3 separate regions of the Hordeum vulgare genome follow, and regions 1 and 2 are each linked to region 3. The links are chromatin contacts, called in public Hi-C maps. All regions are on one chromosome and are shown on one strand. Each heading gives the region's core, a stretch centred on a gene start, on an enhancer-like site or on the middle of the called end of the contact. The rest is flanking DNA. Distances are from core to core; before and after follow the strand shown. Region 1 holds the start of LOC123427060. Region 2 holds the start of LOC123427061. Region 3 holds the start of LOC123427063 (probable inactive receptor kinase At1g27190).

Region 1 (4,112 bases), core at 719-3,218, 400 kb before region 3:
GGAAGGCACACCAGACGATGATTACTGTACTCCGCTCCGCAAGAGCAGGTTTGTGTGCTCTCTTCCCACATAACTCACCAGAGCATTTGCTTCTTACGCTGTCCCGAGCTTAAGTCTTATCTGATGGAATGTTTGATTTTGCTTCCTGCAGCACGTTCTTGCAATCCGACATAAAGGTAAGAACTAACACCAGGTGCATTTTCCACTGTGATTGGTAGCAATGTAACAGGCCCGCCTGACAATCTCTTCACTGCGCTGCCAGGTATTCCTCCAGAGCAATTCGTTTGCCAAATTCACCCCGAGGGCCGTCGCGAGGATTATGCACGGCATCTCCAGCCCGTCTTTCCCAGCTGCTACCTGGTCCAAAAACCACTTCTGGTCTCTCTCTCTCTCCGGACGCATTTTGTTATATCTATGTATATCTTCTCTTTCCACCGATTTAGCTCACGGGCTGAAGTTTTTACCCACAGGGGACGCTATATGGAGGTTGATTTCCCAGTGGTCATACAAGCTGCCAAAGCCGAGCTAGTTAAATTCGTTGGAAAGGGTGAATAGTGCTGCAAGAGCAATCAGTCAGAACCCTTGTCTTGCGGTCTTGCCAGGCTACAATGTACAGTACATGCATAAGAATGAAGTTTGAAACCAGGAATCGGATAGAAATTTAACCACAGAGAAGGTTCGTGCCCACTCCCATGTACATGCTCCAATAGTTGTTATCCCGAATGCTCAACGCTGATCGCCGTTGCTTCCATAAATTTGCAGAGGCGGTTGAAAAAAAAAGTATTGGTTGCAGAGCGGACACCAGCCACGTCGGCGTGAAGTATCTATGCAGCAAACCATCGCGGGCCTTTCAGTCAAGCTGTCTATGTAATATGGCGGGTCAGCCAGGATCAAGATGCTTAAGAAGAGACATTTCCTGATTAAAGAAACAAAGAGAAACCAGTGATATACTAGGTCGACAGATGAGAGGGTTGCTGTGTTATGCTTAAACGTTTTAGTAATAATCCAGTGTGAAACTAACTTGTGAACCTGTAATACTGATATGTATATTCATTACTTAGCAGCATCAGCCGAAGCCGAGTATCCCCGAGTCTTGGTCGCACTTGTTCGAGTTGACTGGCCAACCTGGCTTCATTGCATGCTGCCGTTGTCAGCTCTGATCTTAGCATTGTTATTTGGTGGTTGGCAGTTTCATTGCATGCTGCCGCCGCATATTCGCATATGCTCTGGGAGAGGCACACGGTGCGGGTCCTGGCAGCGCGCCTCTATCATTCTTGGAGTGAACCGATCCATTCGATTGATCGTGCAGGTACGAGCTTGAGGCGGTGCGTCCTGCAGCGTTTGTTCACCGGCAGGAGCGCACGGCTTTAGCTGGAACACCGTGTCCTGTGTGCTGCCGTACGAACCATGGGGGCCTAGCCATGGCGTCTACCATGTCGCTTGCAGAGAGAGGCAGTCAAATTGTAGATTTGCATCGTCCGGCACGGCACGGGAGACAAAGCGTGCACACAGCCCATACCCAACATACCCAAACCGAAATTTCAAAAAAAAAAAAAAAAAAAAAACCCCAAACCGGATGTCCTCAACTGAAACCGTGTCAATGTCACGGTACTGCATCTGGACCGCCGACCGACCAGCGGCCTCGCACCTCAAGCAACACGTAAGCGGGGTTGCTGTTGCACCGGTGAACACGTAGCTGCCTTTGTTTAATTAATTAATTATGTGAGCTACCAGGTTGATGCGGTACTGGAACCACCGAAGCACTTGACGATGGCGTGGCATATTCGCGTGGCTCAAATCTAGCGACCCGAAGCATATTCATTCGCCCACAACGCCCATCGCTATCCATCCTAGCCAGCCGTCCGTAACGGAGGGGCCACACCAACACCAGGCAGCCGGGGCCCGTGCCGTTCCAACAGGGCAACGATTCGAACGACTCTCCCGTGCCACGGAATCCAGCCCCGGAAAAGCAATATTCCGTGCTCGCGTCGGTCGGTCCATCTATTCTCCGTGGGCCGTGACGGCAGCGCAGCGCAACGGGGTCCGTAAAGACTGGTAGGAGGAGTAGCGCGGCACGAACGCACGCACGCAGAATTTACCAGAGCACGCAGGAGGAGAGCGAGAGGGGGAGGGGAAAAGCCGACGGCAGAAGGAAGGAAGGAAGACGAAGCCAGGCCAGCCATCCTCCAGTTGCTTCCTCGCGCCGAGCCCGAATCCTCTCCCCTCGCGCCGTACCAGAGGGCTCCGCCGGAGATCGAGGAGACCCGACCCTAGCTGGAGATGGCCGCCGCCGTGGTGAACTACCCGCTCGTCGCGGGGCTCCTCGCCTTCGCGGTCGCGCAGTCCGCCAAGTTCTTCACCACCTGGTGAGCCAGCTGCTCCCCTCCCCTCCCCCGCCCCGCGTTACAGTTATGATCGATGGCTTGGCTCCGCTCATCGGGCTGCTGCCTGTGCGAGCATTGCTGAGCCTGTGGGAGCGCGTGCGATTTTGGTGGTCGGGAGTTCGTTGCTTATCTGCTTAGCGCGAAGGTGAACGGAGATTTGGATTCGAGACCTGCTAGGAACGGGATTTGGCTAAATTCTATTTAGTCTCTTTTTTCCCTTCTATAATTCCGCTGATCAGTTTCGTACATAGGCTGTGGATCCTCGCCAACCTTAGCGAGATCTTCCTCTTATTTCTGCGTTTCGTTTTGCTTCGCTGGTAGTATGATCTGCGTCAACTGCTTCTGAAACCAGCTATTCATGAACCACCCGCAGAATACTTTGTCAACGAGAGGCAGCGGAAATGCCGGATATGCCACGTGGGCGAGAGTTGGACGAACGCTTACAGTTACCCAACTAGGACAAAAAATGCGCCAAAAGTTTTGTGTACCCTTTCGGTATGTTTTCGTCTGGAAGTAGTGGAGAGACATCCCTGTATCACATTACTCATAGTCATGAGGTTTTAGCTACTCCCTCTGTCCGGAAATACTTGTCGGAGAATAAAAATGGATGTATCTAGAACTCGACAAGTATTTCCGGACGGAGGGAGTATTAATTAATCTGAGAGCATTTTAGGATCATACGGATGGTTTGGTGGGGCACTTAGAAGCCTAACCTTTTCACATCCATTCTGGTTCTACTGCCAGATAAGGGTATTATTTGTGATTTCTGTAGCAAATTTGCTGCATGTCTAATGCTAGAGGCAAGTTGGTTACATAATGCTACCTGTATTTCCTTACTTTGGTTCTACTGCCATTGAGATGATTAATCAATACTTTGTGATGATCCTGCCCATAAGAGTTATGCATGTTCTCTGCAAAGAGTGGCTTTGTTTTTGAACTTTTAAGAGTGGCTATTGGCAAAGTAAGTGACGATTCCTAGGCTCTGCTTGTATCTGTCATGTGTGTGACATGATTGTGTCCTGGGTGGTTCATTTGTTCTGGTTGGCTGCTTGTTTTACGGCTGGGTGTTTCTTTAGCTTGGCAGGCTGGTTTGTAGCTGCGGTGGTGCGGCCATGGGTGCGTTTTGGTGGAACTTGATGAATTGGTGGTTGTTTTACCAGTTTCATGAAAATGAAAGGATTTCACTACAATCGAACGCCAGATTTTTTAGCATGGCAAATCGAACGCCCGGAATGGCAAATTATGTTTCGCGAGGATGGCAATTTGCTTTAGCAAGCCATGGAGCAAATTGCCATCCTCACGACAACATAATTTGCCATAAAAAATGTTCGATTTGCCATGCCTAAAAGCCTGATTTATGATTTTTTAGCATTTTTGAAATGAAATTGGGAGCTTGAGCTCCTTTGATTGAAACAAAGTGACGGAGTTAACTCTCTGTTTCCTGATAATTTAAGCAAATTGGTCGGTGCCAAACTATGGACATAAGTAAGCCCTACCCTCAATGGCAGGTGCTAGATCTGTGACCCTGTGCTGTCAATCCATTCAAACTCTTCCTTTGTAAGATTTTTTTTCATGAATATTTTTTAAGAGGGTTGTAGATAATTTGTGATGTCAATTTACATCACCAGTTGTGTGTAAAGCCACCACAACTTGACACTATACATTCACAAGTTATCGACTTATAGCAACTGCACATACCATTTGCTGTCTCCTGCAGTATATATAATT
Region 2 (4,343 bases), core at 352-2,851, 350 kb before region 3:
CGCCGGCGAGAGCGACACCACCTTCGCATCCAGGTATGTCCAGGTATGTGGCGTGGCGCGAGGTTCGTCTATGCCACCCCATGGCGATGCTGTCAGCAACGATGGGGTATTGTTGCAGGAATTTTCACTGCAATTTCTTTTTCTACAACATCATCTATGTTGCAAGAATTTTTCACAACAAATGTCTTGTTGCGGGAATACGACACAACAGTACATATGTTGCATAAATATGAAGACAAAAAAATTCTACAACATGACCTTTGTTGCAAAAATTTCTTCCGCAACAGTATCTATGTTGCAGAAAAGCCAAGGAAAAAAAATACTGCAACAAAGCAATTGTTTCTCAAACTCGACCGTTGTTTCAGAAATTAATGGGTCTAAAATTTATTTTTTGCAACGAAGCAATTGTTTCTGCAACTCCGTCGTTGTTTCAAGAATACTGGATGCCCGGCCGGAGCCCCGCGCGCGTAGAACGGACGGTCGTCCAGGTGACGGATGTTTACTAAACATCCGTCGTTGGATGCGTAGCAGCCCCCAAAAGTGAATCAGTTGCCACTGGCGTGAAAATGAAATTACTATATTTGATGCGAATCATTGTCTTCCATTAGACCGTCTTGAAACTCGTTAATGTACCATTGAATCTTTCCTTGGAGATCTCCTCCCAGGATGACTATGCCCTGAGCTTCGAAGGAGAGGATGAACATGATGCTTTGGGGGATAAGAAGAGAATCTCTATGCACGCATAAAGGGATACGAGGAGTGGCATCGTCTGAACACCCTGCAAGGGAAAATAAATGTTATGTTCCTGCATGTACTAAAAGTACAATCATCATTACTTCTCGGCCCTCAACACCACGTATATGTCACTAGTATATAGCCCGTATGTCAATGTATATACGGTTTCTAACAATTAATGCCGAGATCTGACTATAGTAACGAATGGGACTGATATCAGGGGGACAGCACCTGAGAGCCACAAATCCTCGTCCCATATATATGTTATTAGTCTAAGTTACTATCTTCATAGTGGATAGTAATATTGAGTTTTTTTATTAGCGTATAGTCTCATCTTGTCTTGAAATGCTAGTTTCTTAGCGCGGTTTCATATGCATTTTGCTCACGTGATATACTAGTTAATTAAGAAAGAGAGTGATGTTGTATCTTATAGCTAACATACAACCATTGCACGTGGCATATGTAAAAAATAATTCTAGCCCAATCATATGCATGCTTTACTTCAAATTATTAAATGTAGATACAACTCATAAAAAACAATGCATTGACATGGTTGTATCTTAAATTATTAATGCTTCTATGATAACGTGATAAGAGACAATATATTGACACATGTCTAAGTTACTTGATTTCTCTCTCTTTAAATTAATTAGTTGCCACATCATATTTATTGCTTAGATGACACATATATTAATACCTAGTTATGTTATTCTCATTGTGGATAGTTTTGTGCATTTGACTCGTTGGATTGACTTGCTACAATGATGCTGGCCTGGACGGTCTTTCTCCACTAGAGCCGAGCCGTTCAGCTCCCACCACCACGCTCACCTCAAAGCTCAACCGAGCCACCACCGGCTCTCACAGTGGCATCGGATCGGAAGCAGGGCCCACGCGGCCAACCTCACTAACTACAAAAGCCAACCCCATCACCACCGGCTCACTGCCAAGAACACACTCCCACCCCACCCCCACCGACAGCAGCAATGAAGGCCCTCGCCGGCGACAGCAACGCCTCCGCGCCGCTTCTGCAGGCGACCAAGATCAGCATCCCCGCCTCCTCCACGGGCGGGGCCGCGGAGGCCGCGCTCCTCGGGAAGGGCCGGTACAAGGTGTGGGCCCTCGCCGCCATCGCGCTCCTCGCGCTCTGGTCCATGTCCGCCGCCTCCGTCTCCCTCCGCTGGTCAGCAGGCGACCTAGCAGCCGCTGTCGCGGGGGACCTCGACGCGCCACTCCGCGGCGATCTCGACTCCCTCGTAAGACTCCTTTTGCTTTTGTTCGCTTCGCACCCCGCTCGTATTCTTACCGGTCAAGTGCTTGCTGTATGGTCTGTTCGTACGCGCAAGCGCAAATTTGTGTTTCACAACAAGGACGCCCCGTGAAGAATCTCTTCTTGTATCCGGATCAGTAGGCGCTTTAAATAAGGCATCCAGATTGTTGCGCTATCTACATTTCTTTGGAAAACAAATCCAAGTCTTATATTCTAATGTCTGACGAATGCCATAATTTTCTTGACAAATCATAATGGAGGAACTGCTGAACCTTTTCGAACTTAATTGTTTCTTGAACGGAGTTCCTCCTATACGTTCCTTAATTATTACTCCCTCCATTCCAAAATAATTTAGTACTAAGATAATACAAATATAGTACTAAGGCAGCACACTTATTTTGGGACGGAGGGAGTATTTTAACTTTTTATTTGATGTTTTTTTCTCGTAAGTGTAGCCACAAATTAAACACCCCCGAATTCTGTGCACTAAAAAATTCATCATTTGAGAAGAGGTTCATCGTATTGATAGTTGACATTAGAAAGCACAATACTATGTAGTTGTTTTGTTATTGGATTCTGAATGAAAATAGGCTTGTTATAACTGAGCAGGAGATGGAGGAAAGGGAGAAATTAGTTGGTCGGATGTGGGACATGTACACACGCACCAGCGATGAGATACGCCTTCCACGGTTCTGGCAGGAAGCATTTGAGGCTGCATACGAGGAGCTTGCTGGTGATGATATGCAGGTTCGTGACGCGGCCATCTCTGAGATTGCTCGAATGTCAGCCCACAGACTTGAGCTTGAGCAGCCTGTGAATGCGAACGAGGTATGATCAGAGCATCCAAATTTAAAACAGAGCACTATTTTCTGTATTCCTGTTCATACACACCTACCTTCCCCCTCTCATGCTGTAAATAATTCATGAATTCTTGTTCACTTCACTTTGTAAGCATTTGTCTGGGCATGGATCAGTTGGTCATAATTACTTAGTACGATTGATTTCCAGATTTCTACTATATTAATCTTACAATGCTCAAATCAGTAATAGGTGATCCATATAAATTAACACTTTTGCTTCGGTACACCCCTCCCCCCCTCCCCCCCCCCCCCCCACCAAACAAAACGTAGAAGGGGAAACGTATACCCACCTAGTATTGTACACTATAGAGAGACATATGTATACCCACCTCGTATTGTACACTATAGAGAGACATACGTATACCCACCTCGTATTGCATACGTACGGCGGCCTGTAGTGTACAATACGAGGTGGGTATACGTTCTCTTTTGTACGTTTTGTGTGTGTGAGTGTGTGTGTGGGGGGGGGGGGGGGTACCCAAGCACACCTCATTAATTAAAGGGCAGCTCATGCCATTCTTGAAACAAAAAACATTTTGCATATGTGTCACAACATAGTTTACACCTGTGATCATTAGTTGTTGTCCGTACATTTATCTAAGTGAATCATGACATGCTAATTTTGGCACAAGGTATTTTTCTTTTTGGCAATTCTCATGAAAAACTTTGGTAGGTTCATCAGTAGAAATTGTTGAAATCTGCATATAATTTCTTGTAAGCAAACATGCATGTGGTACATTTTCTTTACAGCTGTGAGTTGCATGCATGGAATATCAGAATGTGAGGAGGAAACTTATTCTTTCATATATTTCTTTAATGCATAACGCATAAGGGATGATAAGTTTTAGCTATGGGCAGGACTCCGCAGAAGGGCATCCTCAATGGCTAATGAAATCCACAACTTCTTAACCCTAAAAAAAAGTAATAACTTCTTAAAGTTGCAGTACAGAACTACAAAATATAATGCTTTGAAAGTTATAAATCTCTCAGCTGCAAATTGCTGATTCTTTTGTGAAGTAATTCTTTCAGTAAAGCACCCAACATTTTGGTGAAGTTATGAAAAACATCATAAAAAGGAAAATTATGGAGAATAGAATTCACATTGACTTGCGGTCCACAAAAGTTAACCATTTTATTCTGCTTGCACATTATTGCCTTTTGGTGTCAACCTGACCACTTCATGAGACAGAACATCAGTCTTATCATTTACCAAAAAAAAAAAAACTCTGTTTTTGTGTTGAACATGTACAAGGATATTACAAATTTGTCATTTCGGGTTATGATACCCTTTGAGCTTGAGGTCAAGCTTCACAACATATGATCACCAGAAACATGTGATGGTGCTTCACACCACAGCCACAATGTGCCTTGGCCATTGCCTTTAATCCTCCTAAAAGAAGCTAAAGTAAAAGCGTAACTGTAATTTTCATGGCAATGCTATTTGCCGTAGTTGTTCCTGCTTAATGTTTACAATTTGATTT
Region 3 (4,640 bases), core at 138-2,637:
CACACATCAAAACATCTAGTGCAAATTATTATGGTCATCTAAAAAATGTGACGAAGCTCTGATCTAGTATAAAATGCTACAAAGTTCACAAGCTGAAGCAATAAAGCAACATCTGTAAGTTGATACCTCGAAAGTATACAAGAATGCACTAATACTTAAAGTTCTTCCGACTCACGAAATTGAGTGATAGGATAGGGAATTCAGTTCTAATGACGCCACGATCTGAGTGGTAAGTATTTGCATCAAGCTAAAGCTACAACTTTCAGATTAAAAGGTTCCAATGCCTACAAATAATTTGAGTTTATTGCTCCTTCCTTCTTGCCTCTACCCATCTCAATGATCCCGAAAAATTGAAAGAGTGGGTGAGCAAAGGCAATTTTACCAGCAGCTCTCCTCTCAAGAACAACCACACCCAGGTATGCATTGTTACGAGTTGACCACAACAACTATGAGCATAACTAGCACATTTGTCCAAAAATCCTGACTAAACACCACCTCAACAGTAGCCACAACGAAGTTAATGGCAATCAGACCATCAGACCATCCTAGATCCATCAGACCATCACCCACACAAATTAATGGCAATCTCGTCGGCTAGGGTTAGGTTCAGAGAAGGGCTATAAGAGAACAATGTTGTAGCCATTGCGTTAACAACGAGCTCATCGGTGATAAGTTGTGATGCTCGTCGTTGAGGATGAGGCGGATGGAGGGCTTGCGGGAGGTGGCAGCCATGGCGCCTCTCGGGACAGGAGGGGGGAAGGGGGGAGGGGAAGGAGGGGAGGGGCGACAATGACTTACCACCGGGAAGAAATCCAGTTGGGGTCGCCGGAGGAGTTCGCTGACGTCGGGGGGACGGGGTGTTGAGGAGGAGTCGGACGGCGGTGGCGGCTAGCAGCGTATAGTTTCATCCAGATCCACGAGTACCCCCCTCCCGGGGCTATTTTAGGGGGGGTTTTGGCTCACGCGTGGAATTTATCTTTAAAACGCTGTCAATCCCTCCGTGCCAAACGAGGCCTCAAGGTTTTAAGAAAATACCAATGGACTGAGAATTAGAAAAAACATCAAACTGAGCTTGCCGCGTTGTCCAAAGCAAAAGCAAAAAACAAAAAAAAAAACGCTGAAACGGAAGAACAGAAGGCTATGGCACCTTCACGGAGCCCAGCCTAGCGTGCTGACCGTCTGGCGGCCGGCACGGCCCAAGCAATCACCACTCACTCAGACTCAGACTCAGACTCATGGAGTCGGCACTGGTGTACTAGTCAGCCCAGCCGTCCGGTCCGTCGCTTCCAAATCTCGGCAATCCTTCCACCACCCCGTGTCGAGCCCGTCCTCTTCTTCACTTCTCTCCCCATCCATCCATCCACCCCCACCCAGCGGCGCAGTCCAACTCCAACCCGCCCCACCAAAACGCGCACACGCGACACACCAGCAGTACCGCCCATCCACTCCGCCCCCGCCCGCAGTCTCCCCACCTGGTCAAACCACTCCCCCCACCCCCACCACGACGGCCTCCACCACCCGTCCGCCATGCCGCCCTCCCCCCTCCTCCTCCTCCTGCTGCTGGCCCTAGCCCTCACCCTCCCGCCCGCCGCGCCGCAGCCGGCGCCCGGCTCGGCGGCGGAGCCGCAGGAGGACGACGCGCGATGCCTCAAGGGCGTCAAGGCCGAACTCAGGGACCCCGAGGGCCGCCTCTCCTCCTGGACCACCAACGCCTCGGCGGGCGCCGTCTGCGACTTCTCCGGCATCTCCTGCTGGAACCCGCAGGAGTCGCGCATCCTCGCCGTCTCCCTCTCCGGCTTCGGCCTCCAGGGCAAAATCCCCCCCGACCTCCAGTACTGCAGGGCCGCCACCACGCTCGACCTCTCCTCCAACGCGCTCGAGGGCCCGATCCCGCCCGCGCTCTGCGACTGGCTCCCCTTCGTCGTCACCCTCGACCTCTCCGGCAACCGCCTCAGCGGCCCGCTCCCCTCCGAGCTCGCCAGCTGCCGCTTCCTCAACTCGCTCAAGCTCAGCGACAACGCCTTCTCCGGCCAGATCCCCGCCTCCCTCGCGCGCCTCGACCGCCTCAAGGCGCTCGACCTCTCCCGGAACCGCCTCGTCGGCCAGATCCCGTCCCAGCTCGGCTCCGCCTTCTCCAAGGACTCCTTCTCCGGGAACTCGGGCCTCTGCGGCCGCCCTATCTCCTCGCGCTGCGGCGGCGGGCTCACGGGCTCCAGCCTCGGCATCGTTATTGCTGCCGGGGTCTTCGGCGCCGCCGCTTCGCTGCTCCTCGCCTTCTTCTTCTGGCGATGCACCGGGAAGAGCAAGGCTGGCCGCCGCCGCCAGGGCCGCGGCGGAACCGAGTCGGAGGTTACCGCCGCCGAGGACGGGAGCTGGTGGGCGGAGCGCCTGCGGGCCGCACACAACCGGCTGGCGCCCGTGTCCTTGTTCCAGAAACCGATCGTCAAGGTCAAGCTTGCCGACCTGCTGGCAGCCACACAGGACTTCAGCACAAGCCACATCGTGGTGGCGGGGAGCTCGCGGGCAGGGACCGCGTACCGGGCCGTGCTGCGCGACGGGTCCGCGCTAACGGTGAAGCGCCTGCACTCGTGCCCTCTCTCGGAGAAGGCGTTCAGGTCGGAGATGGGGCGGATTGGGCAGCTTCGCCACCCCAACATCGTGCCGCTGCTAGGGTTCTGTGTTGTTGAGGAGGAGCGGCTGCTGGTGTACAAGCACATGGAGAGTGGGGCTCTTTCCAAGGTGATGAAGGAGCCAGGGGAGACATTGCTCGACTGGGCGACGCGGCTCAGGATTGCTGTTGGGGCGGCGCGCGGCCTTGCGTGGCTGCACCATGGGTTCCAGATGCCACAGATTCACCAGAACCTGAGCTCAAGCGCCGTGCTTCTCGACGAGGACTATGAAGCTCGGATCACAGATGTTGGCCTCACAAGGCTGGTCCGGATGGCGCCGGGTGAAGGTGGAGATACAAGCCCCTTCCTCAATGGTGACTTTGGGGAGTTTGGGTATGTTGCCCCAGAGTATGCTAGCAATCCAGTTGGTACCATGAAGGGTGATACATATGCGTTTGGGGTCATACTACTGGAGCTCGTGAGCGGGCAGGAGGCTGCCTCTGTGTCAAGTGATGTGGGTGAAGGATTCAAGGGGACATTGGTGGATTGGGTATTTCAGCTCAAGAGCACCGGCCGAATTGCCGATGCCGTGGACAAGTCATTGAAGGGCCATGATGCAGAGATCAGCGAGTTCTTGAAGGTGGCTTTTCAGTGTATTGTTGCGCGGCCAAAGGAGAGGATCTCAATGTACAGGGTTTACCACTCTCTGAAGAGCATTGGAACTGGCCGGGATGTCTCGGAGCAGTTTGACGAATTTCCGCTGGCCTATAACAAGGACGACTCGGACACCATGTAGCTGATGATGGCGGCGACGCCTCGGATGGATTGTGAACCGCTTGGTCAGGCTTAATATGCTGCTACACACGTAGCCCCGGCAGTTGAATTGATCGAGGGCATGCCGAGACATCCACGGCAAAACCGTAATTACTGCTGGATGCTCAGTTGGATCATGGCACCATCTCATGGTGATGGTGAGATAATCATGTAAGCTGTAAGATTAGTCTGCATCGTCTTTTAAGTTATTGCTAGTGCTTGTAGTATCTCTGTGGAACTGTAATTCTTGTTGTGTCTAAATTCTAATATCACCTTCTTGGAACAACTGGCCTGCTCTCCAGTCCCCTATACAAACCAGATTCTGATTGGCATTCAAAAAATTGGTCTTTTATCTTAAGTTTACAGGAAATTAACTCTATTTGCATGGCCGTTTTGTAGCACTATGTTTATCTCCTACTCCTGCATGGTCACAGAGTAGCACTCTGCTAGCCAGTTTACCATTTTCTCATTTGTGAATTTGCTCAATGATATTCCATTTTCCAGTTCTCATGCAATTCGTGGGCTTTACGAAACCCACTTTGCTGTTGTTGGCAATGCTCCAATCTGGGTGCTAAAATCCTTCAACATACATTTGCATGGCCGTTTTGTAGCACTCTGTTATCTCTTACTCATATATGGTCATTATGTAGCATGCTAATCCCATTTTATCATTCTCTTTTGTGAATTTGCTCCCCTGTCTCATTCTCATGTACTGTCTTTTGTGTGCTCTGCGTTAGGCACTTTGCTATTGTTGGCAATACTCCAATTTGGGTGCTAAAATCCTTCAACGTACGTTTCCAAGCTATGTGTCTTTGTCCTATACTTTTCAACCCTGGACCATTTACTTGTTCGGTCTCTGCTCTGCATTCTAAAGCTACGTATAATTCGAAGCATTATAATGGTAGAAATAACATCGTCAACCTTTCATTTTCTCCTCAGCATCCGTTCTTATCTGGCTGGCCCTCCTGTTATATTTTACTTATTCTTTGATTTGGAAGTCAGCTCTTTGTGAGAGACGACAATAATCAGTCCCATGGCACATGCCCAGTCTGCATAATTGTCACCATCACGGGCTCTCACATCAGATCAGAGTCCTGAATTTGACCTTTCCTGGCGATAGCGAGCGCTATTCCCCTCTGCACCTAAATCCTTACTCGTAGTTAGGAGAAGAAGAGTACTTTAATACGGGTATACTGTATACTTGGGGCGGCTGGAAAG

The links. Hi-C and Micro-C count contacts between places; a contact is called where the count stands out from the background.
Region 1: a Hi-C map of seedling shows a contact between it and region 3, with 5 times the contacts expected there. The contact joins the promoter of LOC123427060 here to the promoter of LOC123427063 in region 3. A contact is called at or near these places in 2 of 6 Hi-C or Micro-C datasets (leaf and seedling).
Region 2: a Hi-C map of seedling shows a contact between it and region 3, with 1.8 times the contacts expected there. The contact joins the promoter of LOC123427061 here to the promoter of LOC123427063 in region 3. A contact is called at or near these places in 2 of 6 Hi-C or Micro-C datasets (leaf and seedling).

Annotation. Positions count from the first base shown.
Region 1 is chr2H:535,890,525-535,894,636 of MorexV3_pseudomolecules_assembly, forward strand. LOC123427060 reads left to right here and starts at 1,969. Exons shown (of 5, transcript XM_045111004.1): 1 at 1,969-2,366. The coding sequence starts at 2,281. It overlaps LOC123427058 (ATP-dependent DNA helicase Q-like 5), which reads left to right. Exons shown (of 21, transcript XM_045111001.1): 17 at 1-48; 18 at 152-176; 19 at 263-378; 20 at 471-676; 21 at 763-1,083. The coding sequence ends at 555.
Region 2 is chr2H:535,945,625-535,949,967 of MorexV3_pseudomolecules_assembly, forward strand. It overlaps LOC123427061, which reads left to right and starts at 1,602. Exons shown (of 3, transcript XM_045111005.1): 1 at 1,602-1,988; 2 at 2,612-2,830. The coding sequence starts at 1,719.
Region 3 is chr2H:536,292,351-536,296,990 of MorexV3_pseudomolecules_assembly, forward strand. It overlaps LOC123427063 (probable inactive receptor kinase At1g27190), which reads left to right and starts at 1,388. Exons shown (of 1, transcript XM_045111007.1): 1 at 1,388-3,708. The coding sequence starts at 1,528. The coding sequence ends at 3,405.